2 separate regions of the Sus scrofa genome follow, and region 2 is linked to region 1. The links are chromatin contacts, called in public Hi-C maps. All regions are on one chromosome and are shown on one strand. The core of a region is the stretch at or near the end of the contact, and the rest is flanking DNA. Distances in the headings are between cores, read along the strand shown. Region 1 holds the start of LRP1 (prolow-density lipoprotein receptor-related protein 1). Region 2 holds the start of NDUFA4L2 (NADH dehydrogenase (ubiquinone) 1 alpha subcomplex, 4-like 2).

What was found. A called contact is a pair of places that touch in the nucleus more often than the background predicts.
Region 2: a Hi-C map of liver shows a contact between it and region 1, with 3 times the contacts expected there. The contact joins the promoter of NDUFA4L2 here to the promoter of LRP1 in region 1. A contact is called at or near these places in 2 of 5 promoter capture datasets (fetal skeletal muscle and liver), 9 of 47 Hi-C or Micro-C datasets (alveolar macrophages, embryonic fibroblasts, fetal heart ventricle and 4 more) and 1 of 2 datasets of contacts at active chromatin or transcription factors (alveolar macrophages).

What each region holds. Positions count from the first base shown.
Region 1 is chr5:22,433,242-22,438,655 of Sscrofa11.1, reverse strand. It overlaps LRP1 (prolow-density lipoprotein receptor-related protein 1), which reads right to left and starts at 3,020. Exons shown (of 93, transcript XM_021091826.1): 1 at 2,388-3,020. The coding sequence starts at 2,454.
Region 2 is chr5:22,541,129-22,547,069 of Sscrofa11.1, reverse strand. It overlaps NDUFA4L2 (NADH dehydrogenase (ubiquinone) 1 alpha subcomplex, 4-like 2), which reads left to right and starts at 4,409. Exons shown (of 4, transcript NM_001205377.1): 1 at 4,409-4,485; 2 at 4,824-4,912; 3 at 5,678-5,738; 4 at 5,856-5,941. The coding sequence starts at 4,429. The coding sequence ends at 5,912.

The sequences.
Region 1 (5,414 bases), core at 1,771-4,270:
AGCAGGGAGTGACAATGCTCCCCAAAGAGCAGGGCATGCTGCGGGTTGGGTTCGGGCTTAGCAGAGAAGGCAGGGGTGGTGGAGGAGGACCCCAGGGTTGCTCCCTTGGAGGGAAAGCAGCAAGGTCTGCAGAAGGTTAGACACTGAGTCAGGGAAGCTGGAGCCAGGAAGTGTCCTTCTCTGGAAAGCGGAGGAGAAAGTTCTGTGTCTGTGGGGCCTGGCCATGAGGGCAAGGGTGGGGATACAGGAATCCCTAGGCTGTCCTGGACAACACTGGCCATACAGGTCTGGGCAGGTGCCCTTTTCCACCCCCTAGAATAGGGTAGAACCACCGATTCCCATTCCCATTGCTAAGGGGAGAACATTGATGTGTTTGGGGGGAGGGGTCCTCTCCCTGGGACTTTGGGTAGAGTTTGGTTTGACTTGGGGTTACAGCTGTGGACTGGGTGCAAACTTAAGGAAGGCTGGGAGACAGTTAAGGAGAACATGCCCAGTCTCTCTCTTCCACTCACCGCCTGCCCCCCAACTTGGTGGGTAAACCCCACTTTACAGCCCTAGGGATGAAGCTCCCTGGGCCATTCCTGACAGGGCTGGGGACCTCTTCTGCTCTCAGAGACCTCCTCTCCCTTCTAACTCCATTTACCTCCAACGTTTGATGGCTCACACTTTCACTCTTAAAATTTTTTCACTATCTCTCCCAGAAGCTGCTGCACCCAAATCTCTGCCTCAGTTCCCTCTCCCACTTCACAGGGCTGAGAACAAGAGGAAACAACCTGAATAACGGAGGAAGTCATGGGCAAGGGCTGATCTGAAGGATATTCGGGGCAGAGCCTCCTTCCTCCTCTTGGGCAGATAACTGAGGTGTGTGGGGACAAGTGGACAGGGTCCCCAAGATGGCATGATTGAGGGCCACTGAATATAGTGTCTTTCTGGGCACAGCTACTACCTGACCCCCTAACCTCCCTCCCCTAGCTGAAGCAAGCTGGGGGGTGGGGAAGAGAGAGAGATAATCTGGTTTCAGAGAAAAACTTTCCCAATCCCAACCTGGCAAAATTTAGAAGATGGAGGAGGGGTGCAGGGTGATATTGGGCCCAGATTTTCCCCGGGATGAGAGGACTAAATGTCGGGAAGGGATGGGATCCCACCCCTTCTCAAATCAGGGACCCAGCCCAACTCAACTCCATGACCCCAGCTCAAAGCTTGAGCAAGACTTGAACCAGTGACTCACAAGTAAGCGGGAAAATAGCTGACACAGAAAGAGGGAAGGGGGCACCCCACTTCACCGAAAGGACACAGTTCTGGCCCAAGCCTAACTGCAGTATACAAAGTGGTGTGTGTGTGTGTGTGTGTGTGTGTGTCTGTGTGTCTGTGTGTGTGTGTGTGTCTGTGTGTGTGTGTCTGTGTGTGTAGGAGGGAAAATAGTGGAGAGAAATAAACACATTTACCAAAGGAGCAGAGAATGAGGGGGTGAGGGGGTGGGGGCATAGGCATAGACATAACCCCCCTCCAACCTCCAACTCTCCTTCCATTCCAAAATGTGATCAAGCCAGAAGTCAGGGAGCAGGCAACCTTCCTCTACCCTCCCACCTCAGCATTCCAGGCCATTCTCCAGCCCCCTTCCCCAAGGATGACATCTGACATTTTTCATCTCAAAGCTCCCAGGAATTGAGAAATTCAAAGTCATACAGCTTCGTCTGCCCCCACCCTATGCCCCCCAACACGGCCCTTGCCAGGCTACTGACAGAGGCCCTGAGAAGGGGAAGTGCCCATTTCCGCGGAACCCAGGCTGGCAGCCTGCTGGATCCTGGACCCAGGCCTCCTAGCCTGGTCTCCAAGGGCCCAGATTCCACACCCAAGCAGGGGGCCTTCTCTTGGCCCTCCCTCTCCCCACCCACAGCCTTCTCCAGGGCCTGTCTGCTCTCAGCAGGGCACCCCTGACCTGGCTCCCCCTTTCAGATTCAGAGGGCACTGCAAAAGGACCCCCGCCCCCTTTTGCAACCAGTACATTGTAAATCCGGATTCCTTTACAATTCAGATGGGGGGTTGGGGGGTGGAGGACGTAGAAGAGGCGCAGGCCCTCCCCGACCAGAGATAGGAAGAGAAGGCCTCTAGATCCCAGGATCAGAAAAAGGGGATCCCTCTTCTCCCTTCCTAGGCCTCTGGTCTTTGTTTGGGCTGGGGGGTCCCTGAAGCATCATTTGTCAGGGCCCCCATTCTCCAAATTGGACCCCCCCATCCCCACCCCCAGTTGGGCCGCTGCTGTGTCAGCTGGACTGGGATAACAAAAGGCACCCCCTCCCGCGTCTCCCTTCCCCTCCGAACGCTGGAGTGGGGGCTGGGGAGTGGGTGTCCCCAGGGGTCCAAGGGGGCCGCGGGATCTCACTCACCATCGATAGCGGCAGCGACCAGAGCTGAGAGCAGGGGCAGCAACAGCAGCGGCGGCGGGGTCAGCATGGTGTGGGCTGATGCAAGCAGCAGCCCTCTCCCCTCTGGTCCTGTTACTTCTCGCCGTCGCCCCCCCCAATTGGGGGGTCCCCCTTTTTCCTCCTTCCTCCCTTCTCCTCCTCTATTCTTATCCTATCCTTCAGCACAGCGCACCAGGGGCGTGGGTGACGAGGTAAGTTCGGAGCCCCCTTGGGAAGGGCTTGCAGACCAGCTGCACCCCCAGCCCCCCAATCCAAACCCTTCACCCCTGCTGTTCTCCTCGTTCCTCTTTTCCCCCTCTCCCCGGGCGAAGCTCACAGCCCCATCTCCGAGCCGCCTCCGGCTGCAAAAATGCACAATTGGGAGGAGGCGGGGTAGGGGGGTGGGGGCGTGGACCGGGTGGGGGAGCCTTTGGAAGGGGCCTGATGGAGCTCTGGGGGCTCCCCTGGTTTCCGCCTCCTCAGTGCACGGGCCTGGAGCTCGCACCACTGTTACCCGGACTGAGGTGTCGCGGGGCGGGCTGAGGGGGGAGAGGGAGGGGACCAGGAGAGGAGGGAGGGAGAGAAGGGGCGGGGAAAGAAAAAGGGGGGGGGAAGAGCTACGCGGCAGTCCTGTGAGTGCGCATGCGCTGATTTGGCGCGCTGCCCTGGGGAGGGGGAGTCAGAGAGGCGACCAGATTTGGATCTCTGGCTAGCGGTCCTAGAGCGGGGGTCCCGGCCCTGCTGGCTAGTTTTGGGCCTGGAGCGCCTTTTTCCTTGACTGGGGCTTGGTCCCTTGCGCTGCAGAACTGAAGAGGCGAGGGGGGTTGAACAGGGGGCGAGGAGCCCTGAGCGGCTTCTCTTTGAAACTCGGTGTCTTGCCCTAGGATCAGGCCCGGTCTGGGGATCCAAGACCCAGAGGTCTGGGTCGAGGCCCGAGCTCCACGAGAAAGCCCGACTGTGCCTCCGCTGCCCGGGGTGGGGGCGGGGGCCGCCAGTCCGCTGGGAAGATACGGGGAGAGGCTGAGCTTTGATTTGGAGACTTTGTAAGACCGGGACCAGGATTGGGGCCTGCGGCGGAGGGGGGCGGGTTGGGGGAGGGGCCGAGAAGTCCCGCCCTCACCTCGCTCTAGGGCTTGGAGTAAACAGGGACACCCGCGGGGACACGCCGGAGCTTGTCCGCTCGCCTAGGGCTTGGGGATGGAGCCCACCTTAGTACCCGCCCCGCCCTGCTCTCCTGGCACCGGGCGCGGGAGGGGCAGTCCCTGGTTTGGAGGGAGGTGAGTCACTAGCGGGTGGGGTTGAGGAAGGGCCACCCCTCTTAGCCCCAAGAGGTCTGGGCTCATTTATTTTTTTGTTTGGTGTTTTGTTTTTTATACCTTCTGACTGGCTTCCTACCAAGTCGGGGTTTTAGATTCCAAGCAGCAGGGATTTGGAATAAGATGAGGGACTCTAGACCTCTGTCTCCAGGCCTTGAGTTCTAAGGAGGTGTCTGCAGAGTGCCAGACCTTTGTCCTGGCCTAAGTCCCTATGGGAATGCTGCTTTGAGTCCACTGGGCGCCGGGCGGTTCCCAGAGCCCGGCGAATGTGCCTCTGGCCACTGCCCCCTTCTGGGTGGTGTTTTGAGGCTGTACCATGGATGTCTGACTTTCTGGTGTCGACGAAGTCAGAGTTCAGGGAGAAGGCAGGCAACGTCGGCTGCCGGAAACTGACGTTTGAAATGAGGGAGGGTTGCACCACCCTTCTCCCTTTTAAAATTCAAGAAAAGGCCCCAAATCCTCACTCCAGTCTGGCCTTGGCAGAAAGCAGAGCAGCGTGGAGTGTTTGTTGATGGCAGTGAGAGCAAGAGAGGAATCCAGAAGAAGCTAGACCTTTCCTCCAAACTACAACTTCCACCAGGCTGGCTTTGCTCAGGGCCAAGGCCACCTGCCTGTAGACTCTCCCAGGCTGGAAACCTCAGACTTTTTGCCAGCTGGGCCTTTCCTATAGCCAGTCCTGCAAAGCCTGTGCTTGAGATTTGTCATTTTTTTCCCCTTTGAAATGGAGCTCAGAGTTCTTCCATTTCCACTGCCCCTGAGGGTTTCTCTGGGGAGGGGTGGGGTCTTAGCCTTTCATTCCAGGACTCATGGGGTAACAGAGGTGGTCACATTGCAGGGACTCACTATATGTTTTTAATGAATGCCTACTAGGTTGCTTCTTCTCCCTGGAATCCCCTCCTCATATTGTCATCCAAGTGAAGTCAGATTGAAAAAGACTTCGGGCAGCTTTGAAAGGAAAAAGCTAGCTGGAGTGACCATGCATAGCCTGAGAGGGTTGTGAGGGGTAGTCCCATTCCTGTTCCTGCTGCCTATTGTCTGCAGGTGAACCTTGCTAAAATTGCTTTCCCTGTGTCTCTTCCTGGCTGGTGAACCTCTACTGGGCGTCTCTAGGCAACGGAATCCAACGTGAACTCTTCTCTCGGTCCTGACCTTCCAATATCTGGCCTCAGCTAGCAAATCATGATCACTTCTCACTTGCTACCTCCCAAGCCCTACTGTCTCTTGAATGCAAATGTGTATTTATTTGTGTTAACTTTATATTGTAAAAAAATGGCAAAAAAAAGAGTACGAGGCAGGTACAAGGTGAAAGGTCAACTTGCCACTCTCCACACTCCCATTCTTCAGTCCCACCCTCAGAATAACCACAACTAAGAGTTCCTCAGGTCTCCTTCCAAGAGGCTTTTTTAAAAAATGATAAACAAATATAAATAAACACCTTTTGAAAATACAGATGAACTCATACGGTATATACTGTTCTGTAACTTGCTTTCTTCAGTTAATTCATACTGATTCCTTTCCATGTTGTACACACACATCTAGCTCACTCGTTATTTGGGCTACTTGGAATCTCCTTTCTTGGATACTCCACAGTCTCCTAGGATTGTTGGGCACTTGGGCTATTTCCAATGTGTGAAGTGCTGAGGTTGTCTCTGTAAGATGAGAGAATGCATTTTTCCACCTGAGCCTTTAATTA
Region 2 (5,941 bases), core at 3,160-5,659, 110 kb before region 1:
ACCTGCATCATATCCTTCCCCCAGTGCCTACTGGGCTCTTAGCAAAGAAAGTGCTCCTTCCTTAGAGTCAGAAGATTGGGCAGCACCAGGGGTGAACCTGCCTTCTAGCTGTGTTGGGGATTCTGGGAGTCTCCCTGTGCAACTGCCAATATCTACGGCTCTCCCACCTCTTCCCCAGCTACCCAGGTTGAGGCTGGCAGGGTCCGCTGTGGCCAGAGTGGCCCAAGGTACACACCACCAGCCCTGGGGGCCAAGGAAGGAAATTTGTAGTATCCACAGCCCCAGGCTTCTCCTATCATCAGGACCTCATTATATGGCTAGATTAACAAGGCCTGCTTCAGGATCCCAGAGTTCTTTCTGCCACTCTTCTCCAGCATATGTGTGCAATCCTCTGAATGTGCAAGGGTAGGAGGGAGGTCTCTGCTGATTATGGGTGTCTATGCCCTTTGTGTGTAGTGTGTGTGTGTGTCTGTGTCTATGCCTGTGCCCTGAATGTGTAAGGTGTATCTGTCAGAATCCCAAGTGCGGTGTGTGTGTTGGTGTATGTCTGTGCCAGTAAGTATGTATGTATCTTGTCCCCATTCTGCCCCCACCCCCAACCTCTAAGATTTTTGTTTTTCTGTCTTAGTCCCTGGGTGTCAGATGTACATATGTGCTTTGATGTGTTTACGTGTCTGTGCATTCTTCACCCCTCTGTGTGCCCCGAGTGTGGGCATTTCCGTGTGCCTCTTCCTGCAAGACTGTGTATGTGTAAGAATCAGGAAAAGCCTCTGGTGAGTGTGTGTTGCTCTGGCGTCTCTGCCTGCAGGTGTGTGTCTCGGTGACAGTGCGTGGGTGTGTGCCTGGGTGTGAGCCGCGCGGCGGCATGTATTTGAATGACAGTGTGACGCACGCACGCTCGTGTGTGTGTGTGGTGTGTGTGTGGTGTGTGTGTATACACGCGCTCTCACAAATGCGCGCTCGCCAGGGTGAGTCTCCCGCCCCCACCCCTTCCTCTCCCCATTTCTATTCCTCTCTCCTCTCCGGGCGGGCTTGGCTCCGCCGTCCGCATCATCTCCATCCATTATTGAAGAAACAGCCGCGTCCGCTCCAATCACATCAACACCCCCCCACCCCGCCCTCCTCCGTTCTCCTGGCCCTGCGGCCCCTCTGGGTGCTAGGAAGTAGGGAGGGGGGGCACAGCGCGGCGGGAGCGCCCAGCAGTAGCGGACTCATGACCCTGTGCCCCGAACCGGGCCAGGCGCGGGGACGCCGGGGTCCCAAGCGGAGAGCGCTTTGCATAAACAGATGGCGCGGGCGTCTTTGTCTCGCTGGTTCGCTCGCTGCGCGGCTCTCAGCTCCAAAACTGTCTGGCTGATGCAATCTTGATCATCTCGGAGCCTCGGGACCCGGCGCCCTTAATAGCTGCAGAGGGGGTCAGGGGCCCTGGGGCTCCCGAGCAGATTCTGGGCACTGTGTCTTCCCTCCCGGGTGCCCCCTCCGCGCCCCACTGCTGCAGGGGGAAGACAGAGGCCGCGCCAAGGTGATGGGCATGTGGAGGTGACGGGGAGGGGACTCTAGGCTGTGCCCTGAGATGTCCCCAAGGCTGTCCTGTTGGACTGCTGCAGACCCCCAGGGACAGTAAGCCAGAGAATTGGAATAGAACCAGGGAATGGGAGGGGGGAGCCAGAGATAAAGACAGTGACAGAGGCGTTTGTAAAGAGAGACTCAGCGAGGTAGAGAGAGGTAGAGGTAAGGAGAGACAAATGCAAGGAGGCACAGAGAAACATACTTAGGGAGACAAAGCCAGATAAAGAGAGCTGCAGAGGGAGAGACAGACAAAATGAGAAAGAACAGAGAGACACAGAGATAAAGACACAAAGATACAGTGATAAACAGGGCCTGAAGAAGAGGCAGTAAAAAAGGCAGTCAGAGGCAGGGGCAGGCAGAGTCAGAGGGCAGAGAGCAGTCTCAGAGCGGAGACCGAGCCCCACTGCGTCTGGGGCCTCACAGCCGGAGACAGGAACCCGCTTGAACCTGGGATGCTCATAGCTGGAGAAGTGGGAGCTTCCGCGTCCCCTCTCCTTCCCTCCACTCTGCCCCACCTCACTTCAGTAGAGTGGAGGCTTTGGAACCCACTGCCTTGGCGAGGGGAGTGGCTGGAGCGGCAGGCGGGCGGGTCCCGCGCTCCTGGAGCTAACTTACCTTTGCAAAAGCCGCAGGGCGCGGGGCCGGCGCTTCCCGATAGGGGGCGCTGGAGGCATCGCCCCTAAGTGCTTGAGAGTAGCTCTGCCCCCAGGGGGCGCCCGCGGCCCCCCGCCGCCCAGCGGCCCCGCGGCAAGCTCCTCTGCTCGAGTCCAGCTGCTTTTGACGTTCAGCTCTCAGACTGAGGATTAGTGCCCTATGCTGTTTCGGTTCAGAGTACGATTCCCAGCGGGACCCCCAGCCCGCCCCAGGCCACGCCTAATCCGCAGCTAATGACTTCTGCCGGCTTGATCAGCGTGGCCTGAGTCCTTCTCATGGGAAAGTGTAGGGAGGTGGGAAGAAATGGAATCTGGAACCCAAGGAGTTCTGTGCCCCAGAGACCACTATCCAGAGATGGGAGGGCGTTTAGAAATAGGGTCACAGTCAAGGGGGTCAGAGACATGTTCCAGAAGCAAGTGAGGGGGTCAGGGAGCCCTGGAGAGGCAAGAGCAGAAGCAATAATGTATAAGAAAGTAGAAAAGCAGGGGTGGAGGCCCAAGGCAGGCTCTAGAAAAGAAGTGGGGCGGAGGGGTCTGGAATGCCCTAGGCCCAGGTCCCTGGAACTCACAGGAAAGGGCACCAGAAGGATAGCAAGAGCCCAAGAAGCAAAAGGGCCAGACTTCCCGTTGGCATCCTGACACCCCAGCTGTGCCTCAAGAGCCAGCTTGCAGCCCAGCTGTGCAGCCCCTCAAGACTGATTTTTAGTCCCAGAGACTGGAGGGCTAGGGGACATAAGTGACAGGACACCCCAGTCCCTGACCCGGCCCTGAGGTGCAGTTGCTCAGGGAGGGCCGGGCTCTGCTTGGCTCCAGGTTCTGACATCCCATCAGTCCCCGTCCCCCGCCCCCTATACACGTAAGCACTGAGTCTCTGTCTCTTTGTTCTCACTGTGTCTCTGACACTTTATCTCATTATCCGCCGGAGGGAGGCGGAGAGCTCGGAGAGCTCAGGACCCCGCAGCCTAATTACAGCCATGCTTGTCAGCTCAGGAGGCGGGGAGGTATCAGAGAAAAGGAAAGGAAGAGGGCCCCCAGGAAGGGACCCCTCCTTCCCTGTACTCTGAGGGCCCAGCAATGGGTGCACCGCTTGCCCCTGCCTGGGGCTCTGTTTGAGAAGTGGGAGACTCTGCTCTATAGGATGGGCTGCCAGGGCAGTGGCAGGGTGTGTGTGTGTGTGTGTGTGAGAGAGAGTGAGTGTGAAGGTGGAGGTGGAGGTTAGTGAGAGGTGGTTAGGGCACAGCTGCTGGATCCCTAGGGCCCCAGGTCCCCAAAGATGGTGGCAGTGTACTTTCTTACGCTGACAACCTAGCATACACCCAAGTTGTCCAGCAAAGGGAGGCAGTCACTCTGTGTCTTGTTCTCTTTCCTCTTTCAACATCTTCTCTATCTTTTCCTATTTCCTTCACTCCATTCTCTTTCTCTCCATCTCAGCCACAGGCATCAAGTGACCTCCTTGGATGGCTACCCGAGGTAGGCAGAAAGTCTCTCAAGTCCCCAAACTTGGCCAACTGACTTATTCTTTCCTGAGCCAGGTTTAGAATAATGCCCAGTTCTCCTGGCCGCCAAACACTTTTAAAAGCTAACAACAACACAACTGGGAGAAATCATCCAGGACTAGAGAGGCTGAGCAGCTTTAGTGCTGTTGGCACCTCTGTTCCCCTCCTTTCCCTAGTATACGGTTGAGGGAGACAGAACCAGGGCCCCTAAGACTTGCTTCCTGGGAGGCTCAAAGGATGTCAGGGAAGCATTACAGATGCCGTCACTCATCCCTGGCCCCTTCTGGTCCGACCTGTGAACATGCCACACCCACACCTGCACTTTGTTGGAGGTCTGTCTGCAGATTGTCCCATGGTGAGTCCCTTCTCCCACTTTTGGATGCCCCTAAATTTGTCCCTGAGTCAGAGTCTGAGAGGCCTCTCCCTTGGACAGGTCCAAAGCCCAAAGGATAATGGTGTCCCATGGGCCAGGGTTCAACCCCCTGGAGTGGAGAGTGGATGAGCAGAAATCCCTCAGCTCCCAAATAATTCTCCTCCTGGAGAAGCCTGGAACTGCGGTAGAGGTGGGGGGCGTGGTAAGTATGATGAAGCTGCTGGGTTGGGCAAAGCTGGGCTGGGCTGACCCCTCCCCAGAGTAGGGCGGGACCCCGGAGGAAAAAGGGAGCAGGGCCTCTGGAGAGCTGGAGAGGACCAGACACTGGAGAGGAGAAATGGCAGGAACGACCCTTGGAGCCCGCTTCTATCGGCAGATCAAGAGACATCCCGGGGTGAGTTTTTGTCCCAGGAGCCATGATTCTACCTTCTAACTCTCTGGCTGCCCCAGCGGCCCCCAAATCTCCCAGTATCCTGCCTCTTGCCCAGTTGCCCCTATGTCCTATTCTCTCTTCAACGTGCCCCTCAGTCCACCTCTGCAATATGCCCTGTGTCTCTTGAATCCACCTCAGACAGACTGGATGAGGGAGGCTGTGGCAGGAAATGTGATGTGGGAGGTTGCAAGTCCCCTCTCCCAAAAGGGAGGGAGCAGGAGCGCCAGCCCCAGCAGAAAAGCTTTCACAGGGCGATTGGGAGGGAGCTGCCCCTGAAAGTTGCCTCTGTCTTCCTGCAGCTCATCCCGATGATTGGCTTCATTGGCCTGGGCATGGGCAGCGCTGCGCTCTACTTGCTGCGACTCGCCCTACGCAGCCCCGACGTCTGGTAAAGGCCGGGCTTGGACCTTGCAGTGAGGTCCTGGGGGGGTGGGGATGGGGGTTAAGATGGGATAGCAACACACAGGCCTCTCAGGAACGGTGGGAATGAGTGATTCTGGCAGGGGTCCCCAGGCCACAAGTGGCATCTTGGGACTGGAGCTCACTCCTGACCTGGCAGGGCCCGGCTTCCCCTCGGGCCGCCCGACTGATCGTTTGCTCCTCAGTGAGTCGAGACTGGCCCCGCTTTGGAACTCCACGGATCCCCGGCCTTGTTGCCATGGCGACGCCGATCAGTCGGCTGCTGGTGGCCTTAGGGTACCTCTCTTGTCGCCCAAGCGTTGGGGGGGGGGTGGCCCCATGAGCTGCTGGGGACGCCTTTGGGGTCAGGGCAGCAGGAGACCCCAAGCCCCGCTAAAGGCGCCGGCAGCGAGATGGAGGGCCCTCCAGTGCACAGGCAGGAGCACCCAGGGCATTGTCTGGCATCACTGAAACCCCAGTGCCTCAGGATTTCAGATTCCCACCTCTCTGCTCTGCAGGGCTAACCTAGGGTGGCACGGAGCAGGCAGGAGTCCCTGGGCTGGGTTGTCGAGTCTGTCATCTGGCCCCACGCCTGACAATGGTGACAGCCTTCTTGTCTTGTCAGTGCCTGCTAATGGGCCCCACCCCTGGGAGGAAGGGGGTAGGGGGGACGCACAGACCCTTATGTCCCCTCAGGCTCCAGAGTCCTAGCTCCCAAAGAGGAAACCCTAACCCTCTCCCTCCCTCTCTGCAGCTGGGACAGAAAGAACAACCCAGAGCCCTGGAACCGCCTGAGCCCCAACGACCAATACAAGGTACCTCCAGGTGGCTTTAGGGTTGCACCTCCATCCACTCATCACTCATCTCCTAATCCCGGCCCAGCAAAGGGCGGCCTGGGGCTTTGAGTGCAATTCCCCCTTTCTCTCCCATAGTTCCTTGCAGTTTCCACTGACTATAAGAAGCTGAAGAAGGACCGGCCAGACTTCTAAGCCTGGCTGCAGTGCAAGTCGATGTAAAC